Regions from separate parts of the Mus musculus genome. Here regions 1, 2 and 3 are each linked to region 4. Evidence: chromatin contacts called from public promoter capture Hi-C data. All regions are on one chromosome and are shown on one strand. Each heading gives the region's core, a stretch centred on a gene start, on an enhancer-like site or on the middle of the called end of the contact. The rest is flanking DNA. Distances are from core to core; before and after follow the strand shown.

What was found. Promoter capture Hi-C pulls out the DNA fragments that hold promoters and counts their contacts.
Region 1: a promoter capture Hi-C map of the HPC-7 cell line shows a contact between it and region 4. The contact joins the enhancer-like site here to the promoter of Nt5dc3 in region 4. A contact is called at or near these places in 5 of 39 promoter capture datasets (3T3-L1-derived adipocytes, the HPC-7 cell line, frontonasal cranial neural crest and 2 more) and 2 of 115 datasets of contacts at active chromatin or transcription factors (bone marrow-derived macrophages and pancreatic cancer cells).
Region 2: a promoter capture Hi-C map of pre-B cells shows a contact between it and region 4, with 4 times the contacts expected there. The contact joins the promoter of Prdm4 here to the promoter of Nt5dc3 in region 4. A contact is called at or near these places in 9 of 39 promoter capture datasets (the 3T3-L1 cell line, the C10 cell line, the HPC-7 cell line and 6 more), 4 of 484 Hi-C or Micro-C datasets (CD4 T cells, LSK cells, embryonic stem cells and 1 more), 7 of 115 datasets of contacts at active chromatin or transcription factors (bone marrow-derived macrophages, effector CD8 T cells, embryonic forebrain and 4 more) and 2 of 9 other capture datasets (adipose tissue and liver).
Region 3: a promoter capture Hi-C map of liver shows a contact between it and region 4, with 3 times the contacts expected there. The contact joins the promoter of Pah here to the promoter of Nt5dc3 in region 4. A contact is called at or near these places in 6 of 39 promoter capture datasets (the 3T3-L1 cell line, cranial neural crest, hippocampal neurons and 1 more), 2 of 484 Hi-C or Micro-C datasets (liver and ventral hippocampal neurons) and 2 of 115 datasets of contacts at active chromatin or transcription factors (astrocytes and embryonic forebrain).

Annotation. Positions count from the first base shown.
Region 1 is chr10:86,051,901-86,054,707 of GRCm38.p6, reverse strand. It overlaps Syn3 (synapsin III), which reads left to right. Exons shown (of 14, transcript NM_013722.3): 14 at 1-2,807. Among named protein-coding and RNA genes, the nearest start is that of Gm24430, 15 kb to the right of the region's middle. Within about 2 kb of position 1,372, at least 47 of the 459 cell types and tissues checked have an H3K27ac peak or open chromatin away from gene starts, as enhancers often do. A contact at or near this core is called in the HPC-7 cell line and hematopoietic stem and progenitor cells, where this site is marked.
Region 2 is chr10:85,915,536-85,918,275 of GRCm38.p6, reverse strand. It overlaps Prdm4 (PR domain containing 4), which reads left to right and starts at 1,290. Exons shown (of 12, transcript NM_001302886.1): 1 at 1,290-1,468; 2 at 1,547-1,752.
Region 3 is chr10:87,520,383-87,523,082 of GRCm38.p6, reverse strand. Pah (phenylalanine hydroxylase) reads right to left here and starts at 1,288. Exons shown (of 13, transcript NM_008777.3): 1 at 1,007-1,288. The coding sequence starts at 1,066.
Region 4 is chr10:86,777,712-86,780,411 of GRCm38.p6, reverse strand. It overlaps Nt5dc3 (5'-nucleotidase domain containing 3), which reads right to left and starts at 1,407. Exons shown (of 14, transcript NM_175331.3): 1 at 1,101-1,407. The coding sequence starts at 1,302.

The DNA of each region.
Region 1 (2,807 bases), core at 123-2,622, 730 kb after region 4:
CTGCTCTGAAAGAGGAGTTAGTAGGTCACTCAGTTTATAGTGGGAGATCCTTTAAAAACAGGGTGTGTGGTTTCTTTAGGAGCTACTGAAGCCTTTTGGAATTTCTTCCAGAAAAAGTTCCACTCCAACCTTGTTGTCGGCGTAGCCACGATGACTACGATGGTTTGCTGCAGAGCTAGGCAAAGTGGTCCTGATTCCCTTTCCAGTGGTCTTTCCCCTGCACCAGATGGCCTCCCAGGACCACATCACCAAGCACCTGGTGCTAGGAACATTGTAGGTGCCAGAAGCCGCCTCCTGGTCCCCAGACAGACCCAGAACATCAGAACAGAGCCATGTTCCTCTCTATACAGCCCCTGTGGCCTCCCGAGGCGTGCCCTCGCTGCACTGTCTGAGGCAGGGGAGTTATTAACTGAAGAAGCGTCTGGTTATGCTTGAGTTCTGCACATTGCTTGGTGATCATCTGAGGCCTCCTTGGGTCTCCAGGAGCATAGAGGCCATCACTATGATTTCTGGGGACTTTGTTTTCTTGAAACAATCTCACTCAGCAACTCAGGCTGGCATAGAATATATTATGTAGCCCACACAAGTCTCAAACTCAGCGATTCTCCTGCTTTATCAGCCTCCCAAGTGCTGAGATTACATTTATGAACCACCACGCCCAGCAAGCAATCCATCACTTTTGGGTCCTCCCAGCCCAGACATGAGTGGCAGAAACAAAGGGTAAAGACCCTGTCCTGCCTTGGACCACTTAGACCCCTGCATTTCTGCAGAATGCACCTTCCAGCTGGTTTCCAGCAGGGATCAGCTCAGTATAAAAAGTGGTAGCTTTGCCACTGGCTGCTAGAGATCCGGTTAGCCCTCAAGGTCATCCTCTCTCTCCTTACCTCTTCCCTCTCCCTCTTGATCAAGTCAGTGTTGAGAGCAAGCGTACTGGAGTTATTTCAGAAGCCCTCCTTGGCCTCCCTTTCCATATCCTTGGTTTGGAGTGATAAGTTGCAGCTGTGATGTAGGATCATGTAGGTCCCGTGACTGCTGAGGCCATCATTTGGAGCTGCACATACAGGACTTAGGCCCAATTGAAATTGACCAGAATCAACAGTAAATAGGCTGTGGTGTTAAGGTGTAGAGGCCCTCCCAGTACCAAGAAAGCCCAGCCTGTTTTATTGCTAACCTCCAGGAATTCAGTGTGAGGAGGACAGTCCCCGAGCATGGCCACACCCAGCCTGCCCACATCTCCCTCATTTTACTCAACTGCTCTTCTATCGCAGGATGAGGCTGCAAAAGCTTCCAGAATGCTTTTGGAGGCTAATGGGGATGACCCAGCACGTGGTGAGACACATGGCACAACTGCCAGTGCAATCTCCTAGACACATCTGCTCCCTGGTAAGGGAGGAAGTCTGGAGGCCAGCACCCCCCAAGCCATACTTTAGGTAGGTCAACCAAAGGAGAAAGAAGATCAGTCTGTGAGTCCACAGAACACTGCTTCTTCCTCCTGCCCCTCCCTCCCTCCTCTGCGCTTAGCTCTTGCACCTTTCTCTAGAGCCTCTGAAGAATGCGAGGGGAGACAGAAGGAAGGAGTGTGGTGTGGGAAGTAAGATTTGAAGTATCAAAAGAGAGTCTGTGAAGTGAGCTCCACAGAAGAGGATGTGGATGCTAATGCCTGGGTAATGACCTGAATGAGCACATTAGGACGTAACAGCCTAAAGCCCCATTACCTCATCTCGGACGGTAACTCTTGCTAGTTCCTGATATTTGCTTCAGTGACAGTCTGCTTCCCCACCAGATCCTGAGAAGCCAGGCCTTGCTCATGGGGCATGTGTGGAGGAAAATCAGAACACCAGCGGCACAGAAGCTCCTGACAATGACAGCTGAAGTTGCTCCTGAAGCGTACTCCCGTGCACACACACACACACACACACACACACACACACACACACACACACACTGACAGACACAGAGATAAAAACAGAGACAGGCAGGCCAGCAGGCAGACACTGACAGACAGGCAGGCAGGCAGGCAGACAGATGGACGGACGGACAGGTAGACAGGAGAACTTTGCATTCTGAACAAGGGTGAGAGGCACGCTTTGAGTGACTTAAGAACACAGGGAACATCGGTGGCAGCCATCACTCTACAGCACTCTCAGCCTTGTCTAAATGATAGAACAGCTCCTGACACACAGTGGAGTAAAAACCAACAGCAGGAAGTTTCTCAAAATGTAGGCCATGGCCCTGGACATAACTACTTATAAAGGCCCAGAAAACTTTGCTTCAGAGCACAGCACATTGAACTTGTAGTTAGAGAGCTCAAAGCCTGCAGCTGGATCAGCCCGCTGAGACTGGGCTGCATTCTGAAGCCGGGTGGGGAGCAATATATGTCAATCACCAGCCTTGCTAAGGACCCGTTCCTTTGACAGGCAGAACCAGTGGCTCCATAAATGACCATGTGGCCAAAATACTCTCATAGTCTGCCCTTTAAAATATCTCAGCAATCGATGACATCCCTCCAGGATCTCAACTACAGTAACACAAATGTCTTTCAAAATCTAAACCAGGCCAGGCATCCTGATTTTTATAACCATGCAAGTATGTCTACATCCATGATGCAACACTAGACTGTGGCCAGCACTTTTATCTAATTTCCAACTGGCCTGGGAATGAAAACAGAAGCCAAGACTATAGATACATGTCCGTCCAGTGGAGCCCACATCTCTCTCCAACGGACTGTTGTTCCCATAGCCTGGTACATGTCGCTCTGAAACCTGGTAACCCTCAGTAACTGTGACATTTAGAGGTAGAAAAGGGCA
Region 2 (2,740 bases), core at 41-2,540, 860 kb after region 4:
TGGTAGTACTCGTGTGCACCACTATGCCCCACCTCTTACTTTTTAAATGCATTTTTACACATGACAAAACTCACCAATCTTTACTATTTGATCAATCTTTATAAACATATACAGGCATGTAACCATTATCCAAAATGGTCCCTCATGTCTGTCTTTCTATATAGGCAATTTCATCTCTTCACCTATCACTAACTTCCAACATCCATCAGAGCTGTTAGTAAAGTCTTGGCCTTTTCTAGAATTTTATACAGACTTCTAGTCTTTTGTTTCTGATGTTTTTTTGCTCAGTGTAGAAAGCTTCTAGAGGTCTACCTACATGCAAATAGCTTGTTACTTTTTATTGCTGCCTAGGGCTCCACAACGGTGATTCAGTGCAACTCTTTATTGGTTGATGACAGATCATTAACAAAGTTGCAAGGAACTTAGTACATATGTCTTTGTACATACATACATACATACACACATGTATATGTTTCTGTATTGGGTAAATACTTAGGTATGATTAGTGAATTGTGGGGTATGGGATATTGCCATAAATAGACTGACAAGGTGGCAAAGAGGGTAAGGCTCTTTAGTCCCTGGTACCCACATGTGGGAAAGAGAGTGTAAGTTGTTCTCTAACTTCTTTTACACATGCACATTTGCTTTCACATCCACCCACCCACTCATATGAATAAACATTATGTCAAAAGTTGGCTACCGAGCAGATGTTGTGGTTCCAATGATTATTCTAAGTAAGCACTGTGCCTGTCCGTGCAGAAGGGACGGGAAGGCAAAGAGAGAAGAAAAACACCTGCACAAATCCCAACATCATCTTTTATGATGTGGGAGCAGGGAAACTTCACACAGGGTAAAAGAGTTTCAGAATCGAAACCCGATTACTCCTGGGCCACACCGCCGTCTGGCCCAATCCTATATTTAAAAACGTTGTGTTATGTGGATTCATGCTTCCCTACTTGAGGCCATGCCATCTGGACAGAAAAGCAGAGTCTGGAGAACGTTGGAGTTCAGAACGCACCCCTAGCACGTGTATCAGTTCTGGTCTCCTAGCAACGGCGGAGCGATTATTCGGCCCTCGATTGGATCGGCACCCAGCTGAGCTGCAACACTCTGGGTGGAGCGTCTCTAAGCCCGCCCACTCCCGGGGCTCTGCGGTTCTCCACACGCAGAGAGGGGGCGGTGCGTATCCCCGGAAGAGCGGGTCGGAGCGCAGGCCGTAGGCAGGTAGCACGGACGCAGAGTGGCTGGGAAGCCGGAAACGGGCCCGGAGTGGCTGAGAAGCCGGAAAGGCGCCCCCGAGGGTGCGGCCCCGTGAAGGCGGCGGGCCTGACCGGGCGGGGCCGGGCGGGAAATGTTAGGAGAGCTGTAAACCGGGCGCGGGGTCCCGGGAGGCAGGAGCGTCCGGGCCGACGTTCGGCCCGATGACGAGCCAGGCGGCCGGGCCAGTGCTCCCCAGCGCGGGCCTCAGGTGGGCGACGCGGCGGGGCGGGCTCGAGCGGCCCGGGGCAGGGAAAGGCCACGGCTGATCGCTCTTCTCTTCTTCCAGGTCGGCCAGTCCGGCTGCCAGCGCTTCTGGGAAAACAGCCCCGGGCGCCGCCCAGCATGCCGGGCCCTCGCCGCGGAGCGCAGCCGCCGGCCCTCGGAGACGTCGGGCAGTGCGGGGAGGCGCGGCCACCGGCGGGATGTGGTAGCACGTGACACCGGCCCCATCGCGCACCTAGCAGCCGCCGGCCCCCTGCCCTGGACGTGCAGGTGAGCAGGGCAGGTCCCCAAGGCAGGGCCGAGGGAGCGGGGCGGACGCCGCCGGAGACTCAGTCTTTGTTTGGGTGCCTTCGGGCCACACGTGTGACGCGTAAATGGATTTGAGCACCTGAACCCAATAGAAATATCCAGAGTACTAGTTGGTTCCTGGGGTGATTGTTCTGAGTAGCCGTACATTGTTAGCTGCTTGGCACCTCTTTCCTGTCGTATTTTAGCTTTCGCTATTTTAATTTGGAATGTTACTGTAGTATCATAGTTCTTCACCTTTGGGGGTTTGCGGGTTACTGTAGCCAGGGATGGTGGAGTGCGGAGGTGAAGTTTTTAAATTGTGCAAGTCTCCTGAACTAGAAGGTACTGTGTTAGCGGAGTAGTAAAGACGGAGCAGTATTTAGCTGGGTTCCCCCCCCCCCCGCCCCCAAAAGCTTTTAAAAGGCTGTCAATATAGCGGGGAAGAGAAAACGTATTGACTGAAATTATTGGAGCTGGTTGATGCATTTTGTAAAGTGGCTGTATTCCTGTTAGTTTCTTAAATGTCATTTCCAGAAAACAGCGCGAGGTTTGCAACCAACAATTGATCAACTTCGGTCAGTTAGAAACATAAAAACAGCTAAGAATAATTGGCAGAAGACACAGTGACAAGACAGAAAGAACTCAGTATCCTTTAGGCCTTCTTAGGACGGTGATATGAGGTTGGTAGAATGGCTGTGCCTTGTTGAAGGGGAAGGTCCCTTGGGAGTCACTGTGTGCAGCATTCCTTCCTGGTGTCTTCTGTCTTTGAGTACTTGTGACCTTTGGTTTATGGCTGTTGAGGCCATCACGTTTTGGGGACTCACATCAAACAGAAATCTGCTGAGCCTCTGTTACTAAAGTCTTGTTTGAACGGGTGTGAGAAGGTCCAGAATTTCACACGAGTTATTATTGATGATGACATTGTATAGACGTTCAGGAGCTTTAAGAATAGGAGGTGAAGCCACACACT
Region 3 (2,700 bases), core at 39-2,538, 740 kb before region 4:
TTTTTTTTTTGAAGGAAAATGTTCTGCTTCTGATGCTGAGCCTATACCAGGACATGTTTGGACCCTCTTCGAGTGTCCCTGTTTTTGGTAGGAACAATCTGTAGATTCACAAACATCTAAGTGTTTTATAAGCCACTCCCCCTAGCTCCCCACTCCCAGATTTCTGTCTTGAGCTCCCCAGATGGCCAAGGGACTGTGCAGCCTGCAATATAGGAGCTTAAAATAGGGTAGAGCCAGAATCCTTGGGCTGATCTGCCCGACCCTCATATCAACCTTCTTTAACACAAATTTCTCTGACTCCAGGCAACCCTCAACCCCTTAGTCCTGTCCAAGGAAAAGCTAGAAAAGGCATATTACCTCCAGAGACTGAATCTCAGTGTACAAACCATGATTTGCAATCTGGGGAAAGTACAAATATCACAGAAAAGAACATGTTCTGCAAGCCCTCCCTAGGGAGGACAATGGATTCCCTCCACCCCCAGCATAATCCCCAAGGTGCTTCAGGCTCCGGGCTAACTCCTGTTCATTTCCCTCTCTGTTTAATTTCTCCCTCCTTGGTTCTGAGTAAGTCCCCCCCCCCAAATTCTCTTCATGCGACATCACCTCCTGAAAGCCGAAAGAGGACAGTTTCTTACAAGCTTGTCATTTTGATACCCAGAAGAAAGGATTGAATAAGTATCCCTGGAGAGATAGGGACTCCCACCCCAGGTGACTAAGGACCAGCCATTTCCTTTCAGTGTACAGAAGATAAAGCCAATAGGCAGAGGATACCAATGAGCCACCCAAAGACACACAGATGTTGGTAGCAGCTCAGATCCCCAACTTTCTGTATCCTCAACTTGTTAAGACTAGTCTCATCAGTTGACTTCCTGGGCATTTTCCTCGCCTCTAAATAAAGTCATATTTCTTAGTAGCCTTAGGAGACTGGAAATACCAGCATTTCCCAGACTGCTTTCACATGTGGGGAACCAATTCTCTCCTAGCAGTGGAAGCCCAACAGGCTTACCTGCCCAAAGTCTGAGAGTTTTCTGCTCAGGACTCCGTTCTCCAGGACAACAGCTGCCATGCTGGCTCTCAGTAAGTGAGGTGTCTAGCTTAGCAGCAGGGTTAGGAAAAGTTTGCACTCAGGATGCGGGGCTGATGGTTTTAACCTGGCTCTCAGGACAGGAGAGGAGAGGTTTTGAAGGGTGTCTCCCACTGCAGTCTACAAGGTCACTCTCAGTGGGTGTTGCCCTGACGTAGCAGTGGATAGACATGAACAGTCCATACCCAACTCCAGTCCTGGACTGACCCAAGCGGGAGGCTTTGTGGGAGGGGTGGCAGCCACAACATGATTCTTTTGGCAGAGTATCCTGGACAAGAATAGAAGGCAGAGAGCCCAGACTACCTACATCCTGACGCTCAGACAGGCCTGGCAATGCTGAGACATTGGAATACCTGGAGTATGGATTCTCCGCAACCAGAGAAAAACCAGAAATAATCATGATGATGATGGAGGATAGCAATTAAGGATGACTGTTCCCTGCAAGCACAGAAATAGAGGCAGGATTGCAATTTAAACACGCTCCACTCTCAACTCACCTTTTATTCAATGCCAAGCAAGTTAGTCTCCATGACATACTTTTCCTTAGGCAACCACCCAGATGACCCTATGAGGCGAACATGAGCAAAAGCCCGGAGGTATCGGGGCTGAAATCCAGCCAGTTCTCTAGGTACTAGTATGGTGGCTGGGTCTCTGCAAAGAGGACAGAAGGGCCACCTCGCTGAGATATGTTATGTGCATGAATGACACAGACGAGATGATGCTCTGGGTATTCAGTCGGGGCTGTTCTCACCATTTACACTGCATAAATGGAAGCTAATGCTTAAATGTCTGTCTAAAAAAAGAAGGAAGGAAGGAAGGAAGGAAGGAAGGGAGGGAGGGAGGGAGGGAGGGAGGGAGGAAGGAAGGAAGGAAGGAAGGAAGAAAGAAAGAAAGAAAGAAAGAAAGAAAGAAAGAAAGAAAGAAAGAAAGAAAGAAAGAAAGAAAGAAAGAAAGAAAAGAAATGAAACAACAGACTGCCATGGAGCATTTGCTCTGTGTGTGTAGTGGTGGGGTTCTCTGCACTGGGACTACAGCAGAAGCAAGCAACCTCCCCATCAGCACTGCACCATTCTAGTGGTCAGGCAAAATAAGCAAGTTCAGATAGGACTAAGCCTCAGGGGAGGGGCAAATAGAAACAGGAACGAGGAGTGAGCTGAGTACCAGGTACTGGGAAGTGGTCTCAAGTGGACATGAAGGTGGCATGTCAGAACCCCATTTTTCGGAGAAGGAAACTGAAGGCAGATATTCATTGCTAGCAGAGAAATAAAGTATGAAAGTACAGGAAGGTCAATTTCAGAAAGACAGAGAAGTCGGGGGCATCAGGGGACTCAGAGCCTGCTTAATAATTACCCAGGCAAAGTTAATGAACTATGAGGGAGCAGGTCAATAATAGAAGGGACTAGGAGTCCACCCCATCCCCTCCCACAATCCCTTGATCTAATAAACAAGTATCTGCCAAAAGAAAAAAGACAACATTTCAAGTTGGAGACTCAAAGCAAATGGATTGCTTCCTCATTGGATGGACAGCCACTCCTACCAATACCCCAGTGTCTTTGCTTTTAAAATGTGCGTCTAGGGGCATTGCTTAGGATTTCATGAACTTCCATAATGCAACC
Region 4 (2,700 bases), core at 158-2,657:
AGAGAGAAGAGCTGACAGGGCCCTGACAGGACACACGTTTGCCTGGAATGGTGGTTCCCGCCCGCCTGGAAGGATAGAACACACAGGAGACTCATGACTTTAAGGCCTGGAATACACAACCCATCTCAAAACACTTGCCTGGCCAAAACCAATAAGCCACTCTTTCAAAGAAGTCTCCATTGCTTACACCTCGGAATGTGTTGTGAAGATATTCCAGGTGGGTTTTGTTTCACTTGAACAGGCATGTGGCCAAAGATGCAAATGGAAATCCTACAAAAACGTTCCCTCACCAACCCCCTTCCTCATGTAGCACCCTCCCCAAACCACCCCCTCCCCAAATCCCAGTGTCCTCTGACAGCTTCAGTGTCTGTGCTTCACTGGCCCTTTACTCCAGGTTCCAAACGTTTGACTGCAAGAAGCACAAAGCAACACACAGGACAATGGATTCCCGACCCTGAGTCAAAATCAGTTTTTGCTTAGGCCCCTTGCTCGCCCTTCCCGTCTACATAATGGACATGACCCCCTCCTCCGGAGGCTATGGGCGATTCAGAGTCGACATCAATACCTGATACTATTATAATCTGGTTCCTCTTTCCATTCCTTCTCCGATTCCCTAACCGCCCAGCCAAGCTCTTTCTCAGTTCACCTGACCACAAGTATTCCTCTTCTCCTCGCAGAGGGCGGTGGATAACCAGACCACCCTCCCCTTTCAAACAGCACATTTTATCTACTCCACCCTGCAAAAGGGAGACCGGCTCATCCTCCTGACCCAGTCGCCTGCGCTGGAGCCTGTCTAGGACAGCGCGGCAGCAAGCTGGGCTGCTACTACCATTCCCAGGGTGAATGACACCTAACGGTGTTTGGGGGAATGTCTTCCTACCGACGCCCTTGGAACTCTCGCAGCGGCCCAGAGCACTTGCGATGTACACTCCAGATTTAACAATCCCCAGGTATGAAATAGCTTCCCCGGCGGGGGAAAGCCAAAAAAGAGTTGCGAAGTTTTAGAGTCGCCTTCCCCGCGGGGGCCGCGCGACAGAGGCAGGGTGCGGGGGACCCGAGGGGTCCTCGAGTGGGCGGCGCAAGCTGGGACACGCACTCACCGTCCGTGCTCCTCTTCGCCTCGTGGTAGCGCGCCCACAGGTAGCTTTTCATGTCCACGGCAGCCGGGGCAGCCGGGGCAGAGCACAGGCGCCGAGCGCAGCCCGAGCGCGGTCGTTCTCGAGCCACGGCCCCGCCGCAACTCCGCAGCCCTGCCGCCGCCCTCGCCCCGGCCCCGCGGGCCGCCGCTGCCACCGTGGCCATGCTGCCTCTAAGCTGCCAGTGGCACGGATGGCCAGCGTCGCGAGGCTCCGGGACGCACGCCGGCAGTTCCTACGTCTGAGCAAGTGCCGGCGCGGCCCAAGAACCACCCACGGTGGGGCGGAGCCGGGGGCGAGGCTGGGGAGGTGGGCGGGTTCTAGAGGGAAGCAGGAGGCGGGGTCAAGGATTAGGCTAGGAGCTGCGGGATGGGTGGGGCCTGAGCTGGGTCAGGGGCGGGGCCTGGTTGGAAAGAGGAATGCCCCGGCTGAGTAAAGAATAGGGTCTAGAGAGAGAATGAGTTGGACCATCTCGATTGCGTCAGAGGCAGAGTCAGGGACCGAACCTGGGGAGACAGAGCCGGGGGCCTAGGCCAGTTAGAGGCTGGGTCAGGTGTGGGCCTGTGGAAATGGAGTGGGACGGAGTCTGGGTTGAGTCAAAGGCGGAGTCAAGGGCGAGGCCTTAGAGAAAGCGGGTTGGGCGTGGCCGGAGCTGCCAGGGCTCAGCGCCCGGTCGGCTGCGGTCACTTCCTGACCCGCGAGGCAGGAGGGGGCGGAGGGTGGTTGAAGTCACACGGGCTAGGATGACTCATCTCCGACCCTATCGCTGCCAGCAAGACTCTGCTCTACCTTCCTCTTGCCTTCCGTGGCGGGCCCCAATTCTGATTGCACTGATGAGTGTACGCACTATCCATCTCTGATCCCAGTCTCTGGAATGCGACCCACTCCGTGTCAAAGGCTTCTGCAGGTATCTCCTGGATCTCAGGTGCCTCTCTGAGACTGCCCTGAGGCTGAGCTTGGGCCTATCCAAGAGTTGCCCTTTAAAGAGTTGCTGGGCCGAGATTACACTCGAGGTCTAAAGTCGTCTGCAAGATCCTGCCCCTGAAGACTCCCGATAAATGTAAATTTCCTTAACAGTGCAGGCCTCTGGAAAGCCGGGTTCCCACCTCCAGAGAGGTCCTCCGGACATGATTAGCAGTCTCCTGCCCACGCTGGCAGCACGCTTGGTACCTGTTCCACTCACTTGCTTAACTGCACTTATTCCATGCCGCTCCTGCGGGACTTTCTATCACCAATTCAAGACCTACCTGAGAAACACTGGGCCCCAAGAAATTCCCAAAGTATCCCATGGTGACCACTGAGTAGGGGGGGGCGGTTATAGTGGGAATGGCTAGAATAATGAGAGGACAGACAAGGCACAGTGTGAGACAACCCCAAGCATTAGCGACTCAAGTTGTGGGCTGGAAGAGTCAGATGTTTTTGTGGAAGGTGATGACACTGGAGCTAGTCCCTGACTGATAATGAAAACCATTAATAGAAAGCTGGCTGTATATTTTATCGCATACACTCTTCCCAGCTGTCTTAAAAGGAACGTACCGCGTCTCTCCTTTAAACACAATGAAAC